3 separate regions of the Mus musculus genome follow, and all the other regions are linked to region 3. The links are chromatin contacts, called in public HiChIP or PLAC-seq and promoter capture Hi-C maps. All regions are on one chromosome and are shown on one strand. Each heading gives the region's core, a stretch centred on a gene start, on an enhancer-like site or on the middle of the called end of the contact. The rest is flanking DNA. Distances are from core to core; before and after follow the strand shown.

Evidence for each region. Promoter capture Hi-C pulls out the DNA fragments that hold promoters and counts their contacts. HiChIP or PLAC-seq counts read pairs in DNA pulled down with a chosen protein or histone mark.
Region 1: an H3K4me3 HiChIP or PLAC-seq map of bone marrow-derived macrophages shows a contact between it and region 3, with 2.6 times the contacts expected there. The contact joins the enhancer-like site here to the promoter of Barhl1 in region 3. A contact is called at or near these places in 10 of 39 promoter capture datasets (the 3T3-L1 cell line, 3T3-L1-derived adipocytes, embryonic stem cells and 6 more), 1 of 484 Hi-C or Micro-C datasets (rod photoreceptor), 7 of 115 datasets of contacts at active chromatin or transcription factors (bone marrow-derived macrophages, embryonic basal ganglia, embryonic forebrain and 4 more) and 4 of 9 other capture datasets (adipose tissue, embryonic stem cells, liver and 1 more).
Region 2: a contact with region 3 is called in a promoter capture Hi-C map of embryonic stem cells, with 3 times the contacts expected there. The contact joins the enhancer-like site here to the promoter of Barhl1 in region 3. A contact is called at or near these places in 10 of 39 promoter capture datasets (the 3T3-L1 cell line, the SN4741 cell line, cranial neural crest and 5 more), 1 of 15 datasets of contacts at CTCF or cohesin (large pre-B cells), 2 of 484 Hi-C or Micro-C datasets (the HPC-7 cell line and embryonic stem cells), 2 of 115 datasets of contacts at active chromatin or transcription factors (both in embryonic stem cells) and 3 of 9 other capture datasets (adipose tissue, liver and pancreatic islet).

Annotation. Positions count from the first base shown.
Region 1 is chr2:28,784,786-28,788,593 of GRCm38.p6, reverse strand. The region is part of intron 11 of Ak8 (adenylate kinase 8); the gene reads right to left. Among named protein-coding and RNA genes, the nearest start is that of Mir3088, 53 kb to the right of the region's middle. Within about 2 kb of position 1,798, at least 13 of the 459 cell types and tissues checked have an H3K27ac peak or open chromatin away from gene starts, as enhancers often do. A contact at or near this core is called in bone marrow-derived macrophages, where this site is marked.
Region 2 is chr2:29,150,031-29,154,223 of GRCm38.p6, reverse strand. It overlaps Setx (senataxin), which reads right to left. Exons shown (of 26, transcript NM_198033.2): 11 at 4,117-4,193; 12 at 128-286. Among named protein-coding and RNA genes, the nearest start is that of Setx, 27 kb to the right of the region's middle. Within about 2 kb of position 2,058, at least 5 of the 459 cell types and tissues checked have an H3K27ac peak or open chromatin away from gene starts, as enhancers often do. A contact at or near this core is called in embryonic stem cells, where this site is marked.
Region 3 is chr2:28,913,869-28,917,728 of GRCm38.p6, reverse strand. Barhl1 (BarH like homeobox 1) reads left to right here and starts at 1,308. Exons shown (of 3, transcript NM_019446.4): 1 at 1,308-2,515. The coding sequence starts at 2,050.

The DNA of each region.
Region 1 (3,808 bases), core at 549-3,048, 130 kb after region 3:
CATAGCCCCATCCCGATATCAAAGTGATGCTGAACAAGGCTAGACTCTTATCACCTCTGCCACCATATCCCTGACTGCCTCCTTCTCCTGCTGGGTTAGGAAGGAAAAGCTTCGGCAAGGCTGCTGCTCCCTGATCCTCTCTGCCAGCTCTGAGGGTCTCACATGATGGGCTGACATTTTCCCAGTCACTGTCTGTTTCTCTCTCCCACAACTGAAAGGCGAAATCCTCAAAGCTGAACCATCTCTTCTGACCTAAGCTGATCTTTAATCAACACCTTGGTCCAGCTGACGTGGCTCAGCACTTGCTTGGGGGAACCACAACATTTGGGTTAGAGTTAACTGCCTAAACTATCTAACAGATTGTTGTCATGTGTCAGAGACATTGAACTTCCTGGGCTTCTTGTCGGTTAGCTTTTCCTGTATTCTGTGAGCTACCCCTGCTGTGGAGAGGCTAAGTGCTCGGACAACTTAGAGAGTTCCTGGGGGAGGAGGTTTGTAGGAGGGTGGGGCTTTGCATCTCCAGAGCTGGCCCTATTGGCACACAGACTTTACCATAGGGCATAGTCAGGGTTTAATGAATGAATAAACTTTGAAACCTTCCAGTCTCATGGATCAGTGGTCAGGGGCCCCTCTCCAAAGCACAACCAAACCTGAGCTGCCCCCTCACCCGAAAATGCCAACGACCCTGCTGAATATGATTCCAGGTACCGTCTCAGTTGGGTGTGATGGTTCAGAGCCATGATCCCAGAACTCAGGAAGTCGAGGCAGGAGAATTGCAAATTCACCAGTCTTGATGCCTCCTTTCCCAATGACATCATTCTGGCCACGTGACATGATGGGTGCCCATGATGGGTGCCCATGATGGGTGCCTGCTTCTTCAGAGCTCAGAATGAGTTTTCGTAACTTACTTTTTTACCATGGGTGCTCATCATCGACCCCACTTTGCAGAGAAGGTGAGTGAGCTGCCCAAAGTTATGTGGCTAGTATGTGCAAGACAGGATTTGGACCTGTACTAAGTCTTCAGGGCTGTAGCTTTCCCCACCAACACAGCAGCTTTAAGCCTCCTGAGGGACCACAACAGGTCAGTGGTTTGGAGCACATTCTCTACCCTGGACAGCTCCTCCCCTTCCCCACACACCCTCACTCTGCATCCCTGCTCCACACCATGGTACATGGCCTGCTAAGCTGAAGCCACCCCTGGCTGCCCTCTGGGCTCAGACTGTGTGATGCCTGCTCCAGGCTGTTGAAGGCGGATGCTTTCTGGCAGGCTGCACCTGCCACCATGCAGCATAAGGCACAGAGCAATGTCCACAAGCAGCAGCGCAGCCCTCGCTGTGTGTGCCTCTCAAACTAACATCCACAGACCCAGAATAGGGCTTGCTCAAGATCATTACCAACCCCGCGGAGACGACTCCTTGGATTGGTGTCTGGAGAGTTCTGCCTGGCTGACTTTCTCTGTCTCTAACCACTTTAAAACTAACTGCTTCACCAAGCCACCCCTCCCACCCCCAGATCATTATGATCTGAAGTGTTTATTAGCCTCTCTATCATGATCAAGATTTTATGAGCACTCCGTTCCAACTGTGAATTAAATACATAATTCCGGACCCATCATGTTCCAGTTTGGTGCTGTGTTTGTCTCTATTATGCCACAGTGGTTGCCGTGGGCACTCAGCAGATGACAACTGAACACGTTTGTCCAGGGGCAGCTAAAGTGACTGACATTTCAATCCAGGGCAGCCACAGGGGTTAGGGCCATTAGCGGGGAAAGATCTCCATAGCTAGGGATGGCAATGACGGGGTATGGAGCTGCGGAAGGACTGCCTCTGGCCCTGCCTCCTCCAACACAGGACTGTCTACCCACTCAGTACGCTTGAGGAAAGATGGCTGCCGTCTTAGAGCCAGGGAGGTGGGAGGACGAGGCGAAAAGATTTCTCGTTCTTCATACAGTAGTACCAGTTCTCTGATGGAGCGATCTGGGCTACACTGGGAGCTGCTGGTTAATCCTGCTCTCCATGGATAATTGCTGCAATCCATCACTCTCTATGTACTCAGCCTCATTTGAGCCCTCCACAGTGTCACCCAGCATACACTATTGATCCACTTTGCAAATGAAGAAACTGAGACTCTGTGGTGGAGTAAGCTAGGGAGACGGATGGGGCTGGTTCTGTCCTCGCCCTCGGCCCTTCCTGTTTCCTCTCCAGCCAGGCTATGATCTCTCTTTCCCATAAGCTTCTGGGCTCAGCAGCAGCTCCAGAAGTCTGTGCTGTCATCAGCTCGTGTGCTGGGGCCTAAAGAGGAAGCTGGTCTGTGTCCTGGTCACTCTGGAGATGCCTAAATATCTGTTAGTGACATGAATTCAGAATCAGCTTGGTGGGCGGCACAGCATGAAGACCTGAGTTCAAATCCCCTGCACCCATGGAAAAGTGGCTCGTGTAGTAAGTCCAGTGCTTGGGAGGTACGGACAGGCAGATCTCTGAGGCTCCTTGGCCAGCCCATCTGGCTGAAATGGCCAGTTCCAGGTTCAGTGAAAGACCTTGTCTCAAAAAAAAATTAGGTGGAAGGGCTACAGAGATTGCTCAGAGATTAAGAGCAGTTGCTGCTCTTGCAGAGGACCCAGGTTCAATTTCTAGCACCCATGTGGTGGCTCACAACCATCTGTAACTTCAGTTCTAGGGGATGCAACACGCTCTTCTGGCCTCCACAGGCAGTGCTTCCACATGGTGCACAGACATAAATGCAGGCAAAACACCCATACACATCAAATAAGAAAAAATTTTAAATGGAAGATGGAAGACAATAGAGAAAGACACCCAACTCTGACCTCTGGCCTCTCTATATGAACCACAGGGAAGGGTGAGTACACAGGCACACGCGCACACACACACAGAGCAACTGCTGTGGGTACACAGCCAGTCCTAGAGAAAACACTGACATATTTAAAACCTGTCACTGCATCACTGCTCCGAGGCCACAATTAGGCTTCCTAGAGTTTAAGTTTCCTGCTGTCAGCCATTTCTCCAGCCTGAGCCTGGGGGTGGGGATCCAGCTGAGCTGAAGTGTGAACCTGGGGAGGGCTGCAGACTTGCCAGCCCCAGGCCATCACTCAGGCTATCTCAAGCCTTGCATCCTGGCCTCCCTAAACATCCAGACTGCCTTTGGCTCTTGGAAACAGCCATCTCCAGAGCACATGCCGCGTTCAGTTGTATGATTCTTTGTCCCCTAGGCACATCAGGAGCTCTGTGCCTGTCAGCGGTAGTCACGGACAACACATTTTGGGATTTTAATATTCAGACAGAGCGCTGACCAGAGCACCCTTTGCTGAGTGAAAGTAAGGAAGCAGTCCGACAGAGACCCGCCCAAGCTATTCACAGGACATGCACGACAACGACACCAGGTTACAGAAAAGTAAGAGGAATCTGACCTGTGCACACTTACACGTCCACTCATAGAAAGACAAGTGCATAGATTTGCACTGATGCAGAAGAATTTTCTGGAATGCTCTAGAAACCGTTAAAAGAGACTACTTCTGGGGAAGAGAGTAGAGGTCTGGGATGAGAGGATGGATGAGAGGGTTTCCCTCATTTAATCCGAGGTCTACACCGTATCTATACCTGCATCTACACCGTAAGTTCAAGGCCAGCCTGAACGAAGTAAAGGCCCTGCACCAAGGAACAAAACCACAACCTGTTAAATAGCTAAGATTTTAAAATTACATTTGTGTGTGTGTGTGTATGTGTGTGTGTGTGTGTGTGTGTGTGTAGAGTGCCTGTGAGGAGGCCACGTGTAGGGGCCAGTGGATAAGCTA
Region 2 (4,193 bases), core at 809-3,308, 240 kb before region 3:
GATCTTAGGTGGGAAAATAGAAAAAGAATTCTAATTGGAAACTGATCAACCTGGCATAAAACAAAATACAAAGCTAAGCATAATGTACAGCAAATGAGATCATCTTGTTGACCCCTTATTTACTTACTAACTGAAGTGCGACGAAACTTATGAACATAGCCACAGTAATAGTGACTGCAATCTTGCATGCCATGCCTGTCCATATAACTCTTCTCAGGAGCCAGAAACACCAGATCATTTTCCTTTGGGTGAAGCTGTTTAGCAAGTTCAGATTCGTTCAAGTAAACTATGAAACAAAAATTGGCATTTATGCAATTTTTAACAGATTTCAAGATCAATTACGAGAAATTAAACCTTTGCACTAAGTTCCAAAGTATAAAGTCCTGATGAATTCTCTCTATATACTGGAAGGGTGACCTAAGCCAATAAAAATGTAAAAATCTGATGCAGACCAAACAGTGGCAGCTGTGGTTGCCTATATATGACCTGTCCAAGATCAAGCTGCTTCAAAAGTCCAGCATGGAAAGGAGGAGGGCTCCACAGGTCCCACCACTAGCTGAGGAGTTGCAGGCAATTGATGGTTATAAGGGAGGAAGGGTCACTTTTCTTTAGGAGGATGGACACTTGATAAGATTACACAGGTTCGCCGGGCAATGGTGGCACGTATATACACGCCTTTAATCCCAGCACTTGGGAGGCAGAGGCAGGCGGATTTCTGAGTTTGAGGCCAGCCTGGTCTACAGAGTGAGTTCCAGGACAGCCAGGGCTACACAGAGAAACCCTGTCTCAAAAAAAAAAAAAAAAAAAAAGATCCCACAGGTTCCAGTGGATGACCCCACATCCAGGCACAGAAAAGTAGCACCAAGTGGCCTTAGAGAGATGTAAAGGAATCAGCTGGGTGGTGGTGGTGGTACGTGCCTTTAATCTCAAGGCAGATAAAGCTCGTGAATCCTAGCCAGCCTGGTTTACAGAATTCCAGGACAACCAAGAGCTATGCAGAGAAATCCTGTCTCAAACCCCACTCTACCCTCACCCCCCACCCTCCAAAAGTACAAAGTAACATGCACTGGCTGCTCTTCTTAGAGGACCTGAGTTCACCACCCATTCACCACTCCTCTTACCTCACTTAGGACCAATCAACTTAAAAGTCAGCTGATAGTACTAAGCCTTCACCCTTGCCATCTTACTTTTGAACTTGGCTTTTCCTTTAAAAAGCCTGCCCTAAGAACAGACTAGTACTACAACTGGGATCCTGGGTCCTAATAAATCAGTCTTGGGGTGTGCATTAAATAAACTATTCTCGCTTAACTGAGATGGCTGTTTAATGGTTTGTGTGGCAATTCCTGAACCCCAACATTTTATGTATATAAATCTTTGGCCTGCATGATGTATATATGTGTACCACCTGCATCCCTATTGGACTCTAGAACTGGAGTTATGTATGGCTGTGAGCTACCACATGGGTACTAGGGATAGAATCTGGATCTTCTTCAAAAGCAACAAGTACTTTTTAACTGAGTTCTCTCTCCTTCCCTGTGACCCTGAACCCTTTACCCTTTACCTTAGCCTCTCAAGTGCTAGGATTATAGCATGTGCCATCAGGCCTGACTTTTTACTGGGTTTGTTTTTAATATAAGATTTTTCTGTGTAGTTCTGACTGTCCTGGAACTCACTCTGTAGACCAGGCTGTCTTCCTGCCTGTGTCTCCTGAGTAGTGGGATTAAAGGTATGCTCCACCACTCCGCCCAGGTCTTTCTACTGGTTCTTAACCACAGAGTTCTCTCTTGTGTTCTCCAATTTCAAAATCACAGGCTCAAGAAACTCAGAAATAGATCTAAGTACACAAAGATACTTTAAAGCTACTAATGGCATTCCACACAAGGGATATAAAGTAAACAAGACTAGGAAAATAAAGCAAGCACTACAATAAAAAGGTTCACATCAACCGAGTCAGCTGAGCACTAAGAATGGAGATGAGGCAGATGGTACAAGTCAATCAGAACTATGAACAATCAATATTGTTATGTTAATGCAAGCAGCAAAAGACACAAGTGCAGAGACTGTAGAATTCCATTCTTACAATCTGTAACAACGGCAAGAAGAGACAGCACACCAGAGACTCACAAGAACAAAACCAGGAGGAGAGGGAGGGGTAACTAAAGAAGCCTAAGTAAATGTTTCAGGGGGTGGGGGGTGGGGTGGGGTAGGAAGCCCCTCTCTTCAATGAGGGAGCTCAACTTCTAAAAGAAGTAACTTTAACATATCATACAAAGGACTGGGGAGGGACGTAGCTCGGTCAGCAAAGTGCTTATCTCACAACCACTGAGGACCTGAGTTTCAAACCTAGAACTCTCAGAGAGAGGCTGGGCATGTTACAGGTGGGGCAGTGGAGGGCTGCTCTTTTATAGGACATGGGTTCAACCTCCAGTACTCACATGATAGCTAATAACCATCTGTAACTCTAGTCCTAGCAATTCAACATCTTCTGCCTTCCACACCCTTACACACACCATTTTGTTTTTTAAAAGATTGGTCATGGTGAGACACGCTTAAAATAATATAGTATGGTTAAGCAGGAGACTGAGATCCCTCTGGCTCACTGGCCTGTCAAGTCTAGCCTAACTGGTGAGTTCCAGGACAATGAGATCCTACTTCAAAACCTAAGGTTGTTCTCTGGCTCCCATAGGTGCTATACACACAAGCACACGCACATGCACAAGGAAAACACTGAATAAACCTAACCATAGTTGGGGTTGTAAAAACTATCTTTAACAAGAAATTTTCAACTGTGTTACAATATAGCTCAGTGATGGAATACAAAGGTCCTAGGTTCTAATTCCAAAATCCCAAAACAAATTAAGAAAAAACAAACAAAACAAACAGGGAAGAAAAAAAGGGGCACAACACAGATTGTGGAAAACAGTAACTTCACAGAAGATACTCAGCAATCAAGTGATCAGACTGAGTTGCCACCAAGAAAAGCTATTCTTCTGTTCTATTTTTACCAAATGCATAAAACCTCAAGTCTAAGGTAACATCTGGGAAACAAAGAGTGTGTTCTACAAACTAACTGGTAGAAAGAACATGCAGTGAAGACAGGCTGAGGAGTGAACTACGCTAGACCACTGGGGACTGAGAGGAGACAGCACAACTCCAGATGTTTGGACTTTAGACTGGATCCCAGGACAGAAAACAGGCATCACTGGGACCGCAGCTGTGTTATGAATGAGGCCTCTCTCATACTCTGTACTAGAGCAATGCTAACCCCTGATTCCATCACTGTTCCATGTATGTGAGATTTTAACATGTGAGAAGGCTTGTTGAAAACTCTGTGGAGTCTGAGTTCTACATTTCTGTAAACTCTAAAATTTGAATGTGAAAAGTTGGTTCTTCCAACCCAAGTTCCCGGGTTCATCACCTAACCCACTATAAACCCTCTTCCACGAGAGCTGCTTCCTAACAATATCAGGGTTTGCTTCACTCACAATCCACAAGAGTTCGACAACTACAAAACCAGCTCTACCATAAATGTACTAGTATCTCCGTGGATATATTATAGATTTGGTATATAAGAGGCACTCATTTCTATTGTATTTTACTTGTCACTCTTCACTGATTTAATAGTACAAAAGTCAGGTGTGTTGTGTGCAGTGTGCCTTGAATCTCAGCACTCAGGGAAGCAGAGGCAAGCAGATCTTTGTGAAATGAGGGCAGCCTGGTCTACTATTGAGTTCCAAGACAGCCAGGGAGACACACACAGAAGAGGCTACCTCAAAAAAACAAAACAATCCAGTCACATGTACAGTTTACTTTTTATCTGTTCATATTTTCTCTATATATCACACACACATGCACTAAAATTACAGAACTTATTAACTAAACTTCTGACCATTTGTTCTTTTTATCTCAATGTTTTCTGCCTTAATGTCTCATTGTAACAAGAGCTAAATGAGATTGAGTTTACACGGCTGTCGTCATGATCACTGGCTACTGTCTGTACTACTGGTGAAAGCTATACATGCTCGTCCCACTGGTCTACCTTACCAGCCCCTGGCATCTCTCAAGTAAAAATTTCCAGTTATTATATTATATATTCCAAGTTGCATATGAACTTACTCAGAAACTCCCAGTATTTTTTATAGTCAGCTGGAAATTTTCGTAATTGCAACTGATAGAAATTCTCTTTATTTGGA
Region 3 (3,860 bases), core at 59-2,558:
CCCCTGCTGCCCAGATGCGCAACTCCGCTCTCTCGCAGACCAGGGCACCGTCCACCCTGGAGCTGAGCCCAGAGAATCCAGGCCCCTGACCCGTTGCAGCTACTTGGAGACCGGGGCCCCTGCACTAGCAGTGGCTGATCCCACAAAGGAGCGGAACTAGAGCGCGGTCCGGAGGGCGAAGAGGGAAAGTCCCAATCTTCATTTTTAGCACTGCCTTGAAAGAAGAGTCCAGGCTATCCACGGTCGGCCTTAGACATCCTCGTGCTAGCTCAGAACTTGCATTGTCCTGTCTAAAGGTACATCACACACACACACACACACACACACACACACACACACACACACACTTATCCAAAAAACACTAGCTTCTCAGGACATACGCCCTAGAGAGGCCACTGACTGGGGATGAAGAGGTCACTGCCTTGTTTCTTGTGCCGCCTCGCTCAGGCCACAGTCAAATCCGTGGGTCCCCTTAACGCTCCAGACTTGATCTTTCCCACGGTTCAGCTCTCGCCTCCGAATTAGGCCTCACTCTGGTCTCTTTTCCAAAAGACATCAGTCCTAACCTTCTGCAGGCCCAGTAGGCCCAGAGGCAAGGAGAGAATTGTGGTGTTCTACATGGCGTGTGTGTGTGTGTGTGTGTGTGTGTGTGTGTGTGTGAGAGAGAGAGAGAGAGAGAGAGAGAGAGAGAGAGAGAGAGAGTGAAGAGACCTAGAACCCAAGCAAAACACCCTGAAAATAAAATTTTAAATGCTTCTTGTACTAGGAAAAGGATTCCCTACACATCCACGTCTTTTCTCCACTGGGTTATGCTGCCATTTTGTGGGATGAGGAAGGGAAATTAGGAGGAAGAAAGGGGATGTAGATAGGATCCCGGTTCGGTCAAGTAGTTGGAATAATTGTGGACAAGCTCAGGAGAAGGCTTTCAAGGCCCAACATCCAAACTCCAGGCCACGCAGCCCAGCTGGCCCTCCTCCCACCGGTCGGTCCCTGCCCCCCTTGGCTAATCATCTTCATTAGAGGCGTCATCGCTGACCTAATGAAAGCAAACTGTGTGGAAATCGCCGGTAAATAGTTAGGTCTGTGCTGTAATTAATTCAGTGTCTCTTTTAATCAAACTGGAAAAGAATCGGGCCGCGGGTTGTAGAGACGTGACATCACCCCCAAAATCGGCCCGAACCAATCAGCGTCATCACTCCGGGGACACGTGGGTGAGTCCCCTTTAAAAAAAAAACACAACACAACGAAAAAAAAAAAGGAGAGAGAGAGAGAGAGAGAGAGAGAGAGAGAGAGAGAGAGAGAGAGAGAGAAACAACAACAACAACAAAAAAGCCAGTCCTAAAGTAAAAGTGACCCAAGTTCGATTTTTTTTTTTTTAAAGGAAGTGGGGGTGGCGGCGAAGGCGCGCGCGGAGGACAGGTGAGAGCTGCGGTGGGAGCCGCAGGGCGCTGTCCACGGTGCTGGCGGGGCCGAGCAGGAGCTCCGGGGCCAGGTGGGGCTGCTCGATCCCGGGGCCGCTGTCGCTGTCCGCGGTGCTGAGGCCTCCAGGTGCGCTCTGTTCTGCCTGCCCGTAACGCGGCCCCGGCCGGTTGCTATCGGCCGTGCTGACCCCTGCCCTGGGCTACCGTTTGCCTGGAGGAAGCGTGCGGTTTGGATTTTGTTTTTTCAAAAGACGATCTTTATTCAGATTCCATCAACCTCGTGTTTCTTCTGTGCCTAAGGGATCCTCGGGCCGTTCTTCTACCCTTTGGCTCTCCCCAACTTGGCGCGCCCTCCTCCCATTCCTCCTGACACTCCCACCACCACCCCCCCTCGGCTCGGCGGCTCGGCGCGGTGCTGCAGAAGACGCGTTGAGCCCTTTTGGATGTAATGCGCAGAGGAGGTTGGCCCAGAGCTCCCGGGCTCCCCCAAGGCTGAACTCCGTCCAAGGTGCCCACAGGCTCCCTGCCCGCCTTCCCCATGCCAGCCCGCAGCTAGGGGCAGGGGCAGCGGCGGCTGGGGTTGGGGGTGGGTGGGGAGCTTTTGGGGAGGACAGGTTGCAGCTTGGCTATGGAAGGCTCTAATGGCTTTGGGATTGACTCCATTCTCTCCCACCGAGCGGGCAGCCCCGCCCTTCCCAAGGGGGACCCCTTGCTTGGGGACTGCCGTTCACCCCTGGAGCTGAGTCCACGCTCAGAGAGCAGTAGCGACTGCTCTTCACCAGCCTCGCCCGGAAGAGACTGTCTGGAGACCAGTACCTCGCGGCCTGGTGCAGCATCTGGCCCAGGTTTGGACTCTCACCTGCAACCGGGGCAGCTTTCAGCCCCAGCCCAGTCGCGAACTGTCACCTCCTCCTTTCTGATCAGGGACATCCTTGCTGACTGCAAACCTCTCGCGGCCTGTGCACCCTACTCTAGCAGTGGGCAGCCTGCAGCCCCTGAGCCTGGGGGCCGCCTTGCGGCCAAGGCCGGGGAGGACTTTCGAGACAAGCTGGACAAAAGTGTCAGCAGCGCTTCATCAGACTCTGAGTACAAAGGTAAGAAACTAAGGGGAAAAGCGGGGTGGGTGGGTTCTAAAAAGTGACATGTAAAACTTGAGAGCACACACTTGGAGACAGGAACATAGTCATCTCCAGGATCTCTCAGGCCGGGGCCGAGAGTTGGTTTTCCTCTAGACCTCTCTACCAGCTCCAAAGGTTGAGGTCCTGGAGCAACAAAGAGTTCAGCGTGTGTGGCTCGGAGAAGCTGGGGAGGATACTGTGTGTGGAGGAGAGCAAGCCTCCCCAGGTGTACAAAGCAAACTCTGGCAAGAGCCTCACCTTCTGAGGATCCCTGGGAGGAGAGCTTGCAACAGTGCATAGCTTGGAGGCTGCTGCACTGTTGGAGTGAGAGCCTGGTAGGAAATTCCCATCAGAGCCCTTAGTACAGTACAAATTGTCTAGCTTTTAATCTGAATTTTCCCAAAAGAGGAAAAGGTGGGCCTCCCCACCCATTGAGTGTGGTGTAGTCTAGGCCTGCGAACCATGCAGAAAGAGAGAGGCCAGGTGGCTGGCTGGATTAGGGTCTGAGGCTGAGGCGGAGGGGGAAGAATGCCATACCTACACAGCAGCTCTCTCTGACTTGGGTCTTCAGTGGGTTGAACAGTGGTCACCAGGCTGTGGCCAGGACCCAGAGATTTCTGAGTGGTTATCAAGTTAGTCCTACTTTCTCTTTGGGAATCTCTGTGATGGCTCCCTCTTCATTCTGTCTTAACGAAGGGAGCTGAAGTGGTATTAAATGGACGGAGGAAAGGAAGAGAAGGAAGGAAAGAAGAGGGGAGGGAGGAGAGAAGAGGGGAGGGAGGAGAGAAGAGGGGAGGGAGGAGAGAAGAAAGAGGTTGCTTAGTTTTGTATCTTCTCTTTATGGCTCTGCCTTGACTTTAGCTGCTTATTGGGTCCAGGAGCTCAAAGTTCTTTCCCAGGAGAAGTGAAGTGGCAGAGGCCACAGAGTGTCAAAGGTATCAGGGGATGGAGCTCTCTTGCCAAGCAGCAGAAAATCAAGTCCTGGTAGAGACTGCTCCTGGACTTGTAACTATTACAACTATAGATCCCCCAAGCCTCTTCCTCAGGTGAATGCTATGCCATGAAGACAGCGTCATTGCTGCATGCACCTCCTGGTCTCTATTTGTGCTAAATTTCACAAAATTTAGTTAGAGTCTCTTGAGTCTTCTTTTCAACCAAGAATTCCTCTGAGGGTAGACCCAGGCTCCAAACCGAAGCCCATCAGGTCCTGGTCTCCTTTCTCTCTTCTTCCCTTAGTAGAAATGGCTAGGCGGCCTTCAACCAGGCTGTGGAACCACAATATCTAGAATGCTCCCAGTTCCAAACTCAGCACGCAGAAGAA